Regions from separate parts of the Cricetulus griseus genome. Here region 2 is linked to region 1. A link is a contact called in public Hi-C data. All regions are on one chromosome and are shown on one strand. Each heading gives the region's core, a stretch centred on a gene start, on an enhancer-like site or on the middle of the called end of the contact. The rest is flanking DNA. Distances are from core to core; before and after follow the strand shown.

Region 1 (3,707 bases), core at 1,146-3,645:
CAGCAGTAGCAGTGACTGAGAGCTCCCCATATGTCAGTCATTTTCACAGAATTTTTGGACTATCACTCCATTGTACCCATTTTTTCTTTACCTCTATATTTTTTGGTCCATCTTAACTAAAAAATAATTATGTAATAATTTGTTTCTGTGTCAATTATATCTTTTACTTTGAAGTAGTTATTAAAAATGGATTTTAGGGCTAGAATATGGCACAGCAGTTAAGAGTGCATAGTGCCTTTGCTGTGGACCTGGGTTTCATTCTGAGCACCCATATCTGGTAACTCACAATCACTCCAGCTTCCTGGAGACCTATGCTTCTGTTACTTGCACTTGAGTGCACATACCACAGGGCTATGTACATACGTGTAATTTAAAAACAAAAAATCTTTTTAAAAGTAACAAAATGATTTTTAAATCATCAACTTATATCCCACTTAAAATTTATATCCTATCAAAGCACGTTTTGGGAAGTAACAGGTTACACTATATATTGCATAGAATATACGTTACAACAGGTTATTGTTGAGATTACTGGACTTTATCCTATAAGCAGAAGAGGTATTCATTATTTATAAAGTATGTTTTGGTTCTTGTTTGTTTGCTTTTTTTTTTGAGATAGGGTTTCTCTTTGTAGCCTTGGCTGTCCTGGAGCTCACTCTATAAAGTAGGCTGGCCTTGAACTCACAGAGATTCACCTGCCTCTGCCTCCTGAGTACCAGGATTAAAGGTGTGTACCACCAACACCTGGCTAGAAAAGTATGTTTTAAATGACACTGATAACTTGGTGACATAATCTTTAGTTGGCAGACCAAATACAATAAATTTATCATGAGTAGAATTTCATCAGGGAACAAGCAACTGAGAGTCAACATCTTCTACCAGTCCTACAGATTCATCTATGTTTACTGTGTGGTGCTGCAAATTTATGAGTTTGTAAACCACAGGGCAGAAGCAAGAGTAATAACTGATGTCACCTAGTCACTCAGTCAACATGGACCCATTGCACAGCCACAGGCCAAATTCTATTCTAGAATCTGAGGATATAGCAGTGAACATGGCCGTGTTTCTTCTCTCTTCATTTCTTAGTCAGGGTTTCCATTGCTGTAAGGAGACACCATGACCATGGCAGCTCTTATAAAGGAAATCATTTAATTGGGGCGACTTACAGGTTCAAAGGTTCAGTCCATTATCATCATGGTACAACATGGTGGCATGCAGGCAGACATGGTGCTGGAGGAGGAGATGAGAATTGAACATCTTCATTAGCAGGAAACAGGAAGTGAACTGAAAGGTGTAGCTTGAGCATAGGAGACCTCAAAGCCTGCCCTCACAGTGACACACTTCCTCTAACAAGGCCATACCTACTGCAAAAAGGCCACACCCTATGAGCTTATGGGGGCCAGTTACATACAAACTGTCACACTTCACATTTACATTCCTACAAAGGGATATGTCAAAGTTTGGAAATAGTCAACAAGTACTCTATGTAACAGAGAGTTTCAGACCTATGCATGGAATCTAGGTACAGCTTTAGAATGAGACTGGGAATGTTCTTTTAGCTGAGGTAGCCAAAGAAGGTCTCTGTGAAGAGGCAGCTGAAGAAGGGAGGAGCCATGGTCCTCTGTGGGAGAAAGGTTACAGGAACAGTTCATGTGTAAAGGCCAAGAGAGCAGAAATCTCTCCTGAAGCTGCATGGATTACAGTTGCAAATATGACTTGGTAGCAAGGACCAGAATGTGAGAAAGAAGAGATGAGCCTAGAGATCCATGCAAAGGTGCCAAACTTAATTTCAGTAGTGAAAGTGCCTGAGGGTTTGCAGCAATGTAGGAGCTCCTGCCCAGTCAGAGCTGCCTGGAATTCTGTGTGCAGTTTATACTGGTAACAAGGAGGGCTGAAGAAGGGAAATCTGAGTGATAAACTTTCCACAGGATGGAAATGGTAGACTATCAAGCAGCTCACTGCTGTTCTAGAAAATGTAGGGTTCTACAGCTATGTCATGTGATTGGCTGAGAGCCTCATTTGCCAAAATCACTGTGTCTGGCTGTTGAGATAAATCCAGTGTTGAGATAAATCCAGAGTCCTAGAGGGAGTAAGAGGTCATGGGACAAGGAATCACTTCCACGTCCTGTCCTGCCTCTGTATTTGACCTCAGTGCTGGAACTGGGGTTGGGGTGAGGGTTTGCTGGCAGAGGTGAGTTGGGGGGAGCTTAGCTGGTGACATGAAGTCCATAGTAGGAACAATTTGCTAAGTCAGGAAGAAGCCAAACATAGGGAACACAACTTCTATTTCATGGCCAGATGCCAGTTCTCATTGCCAGGAAGTGTTAGAGCTGAAGCAAAATAGTTCAGAGAACTTCAAGTCCTGTGGGTGATCTAACTGCGATGGGGTGCCTTGGAATTCCACAGAGGTGACTCAGGGACACAACCAAGAAAGGGTGGGAGGGAAAGTCAGGGAGAGGCAAAAGCTCCTGCTCTTTGATGGCTCCCTACTGTTCAATGTGTGTTAGAATAAGGTTTTGAGGATTTACTTGTGGAAAGAGCTCTCTCTCTCTCTCTCTCTCTCTCTCTCTCTCTCTCTCTCTCTCTCTGTCTCTCTCTCCCTCTCTCTCGCTGTCTCTTGCACACAACACACACACACACACACACACACACACACACACACACACACACACACACTCATACATTCAGAGAAAGAGGAAGAGAAAGAGAGAGATTCAAGAGGTGAATCACAAATGTTCTGGATCCCCCTAAGACACCACCTCCTTCTTCTTGCCCAGTATCACAGCTACTTAATGAGAACTCACTGCGTGCCAGGCACCACTCTGGTGTCATTACAAACTGGATCAATCCTCCAATAATCCTTCGAAACAGAAATCGTGGCTTTCTCAGTGGGAGAGTTGAGGCTTAGGCAGTATCTGAACTCAAGCCAATTCACCTAGTACTAACACTCAACTCTTAACTGCCATGAACATTATATACAGTACCAAAGCATCTAGAATGGCCATTATGTTTACTTGTTTCAGCTGCCATAATGAAATTAAATCATTTAAAGCAGTGGTTCTCAACCTACGGGTCTCGACCCCTTTTGATGTAGAACAACCTTTTCATGGGTATCACCTAAGACCATCAGAAAAAAAAAATACAGATAAATTTCCATTATGATCCATAAGAGTAGCAAATTTACAGTCATGAAGCAGCAATGAAAATAAATTTATGGTTGGAGGTCGGCACAATATGAGGAAGTGTATTAAAGGGTCACAGCATCAGGGAGGTTGAGAACCACTTGTTTAAAGCTTCATAGGATTTTCAGAAAAGCATGGATAAACTATAAGGTACTATAAGGCAGCACGCTGTTTGTGATAATGTATGAAACTGCAAAGGCATAGGCAGGGGACAGTTCCAGATAGAGGGAGTCTAATGAGTTCTGCTTGCTATGACGTTGTCAATTCTCTTGTGCTTGCTCTCTGTCCTTTAAAATTTAAGTTGTCCCTGTATTCTTTTGAAAGGTCCCTATCATCTTCATTTCCAACTTCAAAGTTTACATTTTAAATAAGTACTAGTTATGGCATGTTGTTTTTGAAAATGTCAAATAGGTGAGGAAATTTGTAGATGAATATTAGCATGGAATTTGGCATGGAAAACCATTATTCTTATCTTTTTATAAAAGTTGTTTTTGGAGTGACATTTGGAACAGCACCTTTTTCTAT
Region 2 (3,687 bases), core at 547-3,046, 110 kb before region 1:
ACCACTCCCAGACTGCCTAAGGCGTTTGTTGGTGTGGTTTTGAGGTTTTCTTGTATTTCCTTCCAAATGGTCTACTGTCTAGACCTGTTGCTTCGGTGAGAAAAGGACCTTGGAGGTACATGTAGAAGTCTCCGGTTTGGCACGTCATTTAGCCCATTCTGTTTCCAGCACTTTGACAGAGTCTCCACCTGAACCGACTCTGGGCCTGCAGATGACCACTGTTTGCGGTTCCTCCGCTTATGTTTTACCACCTCAGAGGCAACCTCCACGCGACCTCTTCTGGCTACAGAAGTCAAGGAATTTTCATCCTCGCTTGGCCAAGGCACCAGAGCCAGCATCATCCCTGGGACCTCAGTGAGTGCTGGCCAAGCTCTGGCAATTAGAAGCCCGGATGAGACAGCAGCGAGGTCACACCTCACTGAAATCTCTGTTTTCTTGGTTCCAACCTCTTCCTTAGCCACAAACCAAAAGGAAAAAAAGTTCTGGCTTAAGACACACACAGGGCGGAAGTTCGACAGGTCACCAGAGGCTAAGCTGCTGACTGACACCTTTCTGACAGCCCTAATTCCTCCCGCTCTCTCAGTCCGCAAGGTCTGCAGGTGCTGCCAATGGACAAGCCAGCCCAGGGACAGAGTGGAGCAACTGGGCCAACCCACAAAAGGGGACCCACTAGATAGAATTTCTACATGTGACTGGAGAGCGGGGCTAAACCCACCCTCCACAACCCAGAAAGCCAGACCGTACTGGATTGGAAGTCATTAACCATAACCGCAGAGAGTACTGTCCCCGCATCGCCGGGCCAGAGTATACACACACACTCACAAGCATACATTGCCCCAGTTGGAGTGGTGAGGGGGAACAGGTATCCCGGCCTCAGAGCCCCGTGCAGCTGCGGGCAGCCGGGCGCGCAGAAGGAAGCAGGCGCTCCCAGCTGCCACTAGGAGGGATGCTCACTGGCATCGCACCTAGGGAGCCTCGGGGACTGTGGAGGCTGTGACAGCTTTAGATGTTCTCCGCTTATCACTCTTTCCCCGGGTGCCCAACTTTGTCGGGTCAACGCTGCTCTTCCTTACCCAAATACTGTCGCAGGTCGAGCAGGAAGCGAGGGGGTCCCCCGCTGAGCTGGTAGAAGAGGGAGCCTAGGCAGAAGACCAGCAGGGTGGCCATACAGAAACCGTAGTCCCGGAGGGAGAAGCGTAGGAAAGGCAGCAGCGGGATCCGGCGCTTGCAGCCACCCAGACAAGGAGGGGCGCCCCCCACAGGGGCCCCATGGGGCCAGGGATCCTCGCCGCTGCTGGGATGCTGCTGCTGCTTCTTCTTCATCGCCGGCTCCGCCGCCTCGCACAGCCCGCCCGGGCCAGGAAGAGGTCACCCATCCGCCGCCAGCCGGAGCGCCTGGCCGGCCCGCTGCACATGGAGAGGGACGCGCCGAGGGCAGCCGGGTGGGGGCGGGGACGGGCCGAAGTTGCCGGGCTCAGGGCACTCTCCTCATCTTGTTCCCCGCTGCCTGCTGCAGCCCCGTAGGGCCCGAGGTGTCCCGGGCCCCGGCGTGGGGGTGGCGATCGCAGCCCGCGCTCGATCGCGCGTCCCGCTAGCAGCCCCGCTCCCCAGATCCCGCTGTGCCCCGGGATCGCTCACGGCTCGCCACGAGCGCCAGCGTGGACCCCCCCCGGGCTTTGTGTGGGTCTTGGGCGGCGTGTTTGGTCCCGACTCAGGCTCGGCTAGCTCAAGGCAGGGAGGATCGGGAGGCGGACACCACCCTCTCGCTCCACCTCCTTGACAGGGGCTTCCCTCCTCTCCTCTCCTCCCCTTTCTCTCCGGCGCAAGGCGGCCTGCTCTCCTCCCTCCCCGGCGCTCTTCTCCTTCTCCACTCCAGGACTCCTCGCTCTGCCTGGTGTCACATTACGGCTTCTGCCGGGGCGGGTAGGGAGGAAGGAGGGGGCCCAGATCAGCAACAAGGAAGAAAGTTTCTGGGTGTGTGTGATTTTTTTTTTTCTTCCTCCATTCTCTACAATCTGGTCTCGTTCCTGCGCCACCAGCGACCTCTTGGGGCCCGCTGACTATCCTCTCCTAAACAGTTGTATGCTGGAGGATTTGAATATATTTGATTACATTTGTCTTCTCACTTTGGAAACTTTGGTTCTCTTTCGACATCCCAAGCGACCCATCTACCAAAAGCTGATAAAGGGTATTGGGATATAAGTTCAAGACCTAGCTGGAATGGTAAAAGGCAAGCGGTAGGAGTTATGATTAAACGTGCCCGGCAGGGCTAGGCGCAGCGCCTGCACGCCCTGGCTGAGAATAGGAGGATGCTTTTTTTTTTTTTTTTTTTTTCCCTCCCTGGTCCTACCTAGCACTTCACTGAGAACAAGGGTACACGGCCAACTCGAGGAAGTCCTTCTAGTACATATGAAAGGGGGCGCTCTGTCCCCTCAGGTACCTGTTTCACTCCTGTCTCTCCTCCCACCCACCGCTGGGAAGTTTCCAGAACAGAAGAGCCAGCGGAGTTCTCTGACGCCGACCGTCTGATGGAGCTTCTGATAGTTGACAGAGCTGCTCTGTCAGGCACACCTCGTAATTGTTTTTGTTTTGTTTTCATCGCCAGATACAGAAGTGATATGGCCTGAGAGCTATATTATGTTCCCAGTGTCCTAGTTTGCTTTTCTATTGCAGTGATAAATACCATGACCCAAAATAAGGTGGAGAGTAAAGGATTTGTTTGGTTTACCAATTACAGTCCATTCTGGAGGGAAACCGAGGCAGGAGAAACCTAGATGCAGGAACTGAAGCAGAAACAAAGAAGAACAGTCAACTACCTCTCCTAGGGCCACCTGCTTAGGGATGGTTCAGCCTGCAGTAGGCTGGCCCTCCTAGCCATCAAGACAATGTTCCCCAGACATCTCCACAGGCCAATCTTTTGGTGGTAATTCCTCAATGATGGTTTCCTTTTCCAAGCTGTGTCAAGTTGTCAACAAAACTGACTTACAGTGGCATAAAACTGGTGGGACTCTGAACAAGCCAGATATATGAACCACTGCAAGGTGGCACAGGGCACCTTGGTTTGCTTGCGATTAAAAAAAAAAATGGCCATTTTCTTTGGACCACGTTTCTGATGCCTCTCATCCCCAACTCCTGCTAAATATTCCAGTAATCTGGGGGTGGAGTGGGGTGAGAATCTCATAACTCCGGAACTGTCCTCCTGAAAACCTTTAAAAAGTTGTGCATCCAGAGAATGTTCCATGGAAAACTGAGGAATGGGATCCTGAACTCACAATGAAAGAACAATATATATGCTGGTTAGTTTTAAATGTCAGCACACCACAACCTACAATTACCTGATAGAGGCTCAGTTAAAGGAATTGCCTAGACTGGATTAGCCTATGGGTATATCTGTGAGGGATTGTCTGTTATTATTTAATGTGGGAGGGTCCAGCACACCATTCCCTGGGCAGATGGTTCTGAACTGTACAAAAGAGCTAGCTGAGCATGACCATCTGAGCCAGGCTGCAAACAGCGTTCTCCATGGTTCCCGCTGCACTTATTTGGCAGTGAAGTGAGGTCATTCATTGGTTAGGGGTAACACTGTATGGAATAGCAAATAGGCCTGCCATCGAGTGCCTTCAATGAGGAAATGTGATTTGGAATTGTAAGCCAAATACATCCTTTCTCCCTAAAGTTGCTTGTGGT

What was found. A called contact is a pair of places that touch in the nucleus more often than the background predicts.
Region 2: a Hi-C map of fibroblasts shows a contact between it and region 1, with 4 times the contacts expected there. The contact joins the promoter of Ust here to the enhancer-like site in region 1. A contact is called at or near these places in 2 of 8 Hi-C or Micro-C datasets (the CHO-K1 cell line and fibroblasts).

What each region holds. Positions count from the first base shown.
Region 1 is chr2:279,571,284-279,574,990 of CriGri-PICRH-1.0, reverse strand. No RefSeq gene overlaps it. Among named protein-coding and RNA genes, the nearest start is that of Ust, 110 kb to the left of the region's middle. Within about 2 kb of position 2,395, at least 2 of the 6 cell types and tissues checked have open chromatin away from gene starts, as enhancers often do. A contact at or near this core is called in the CHO-K1 cell line and fibroblasts, where this site is marked.
Region 2 is chr2:279,678,388-279,682,074 of CriGri-PICRH-1.0, reverse strand. Ust (uronyl 2-sulfotransferase) reads right to left here and starts at 1,796. Exons shown (of 8, transcript XM_027402046.2): 1 at 1,074-1,796. The coding sequence starts at 1,323.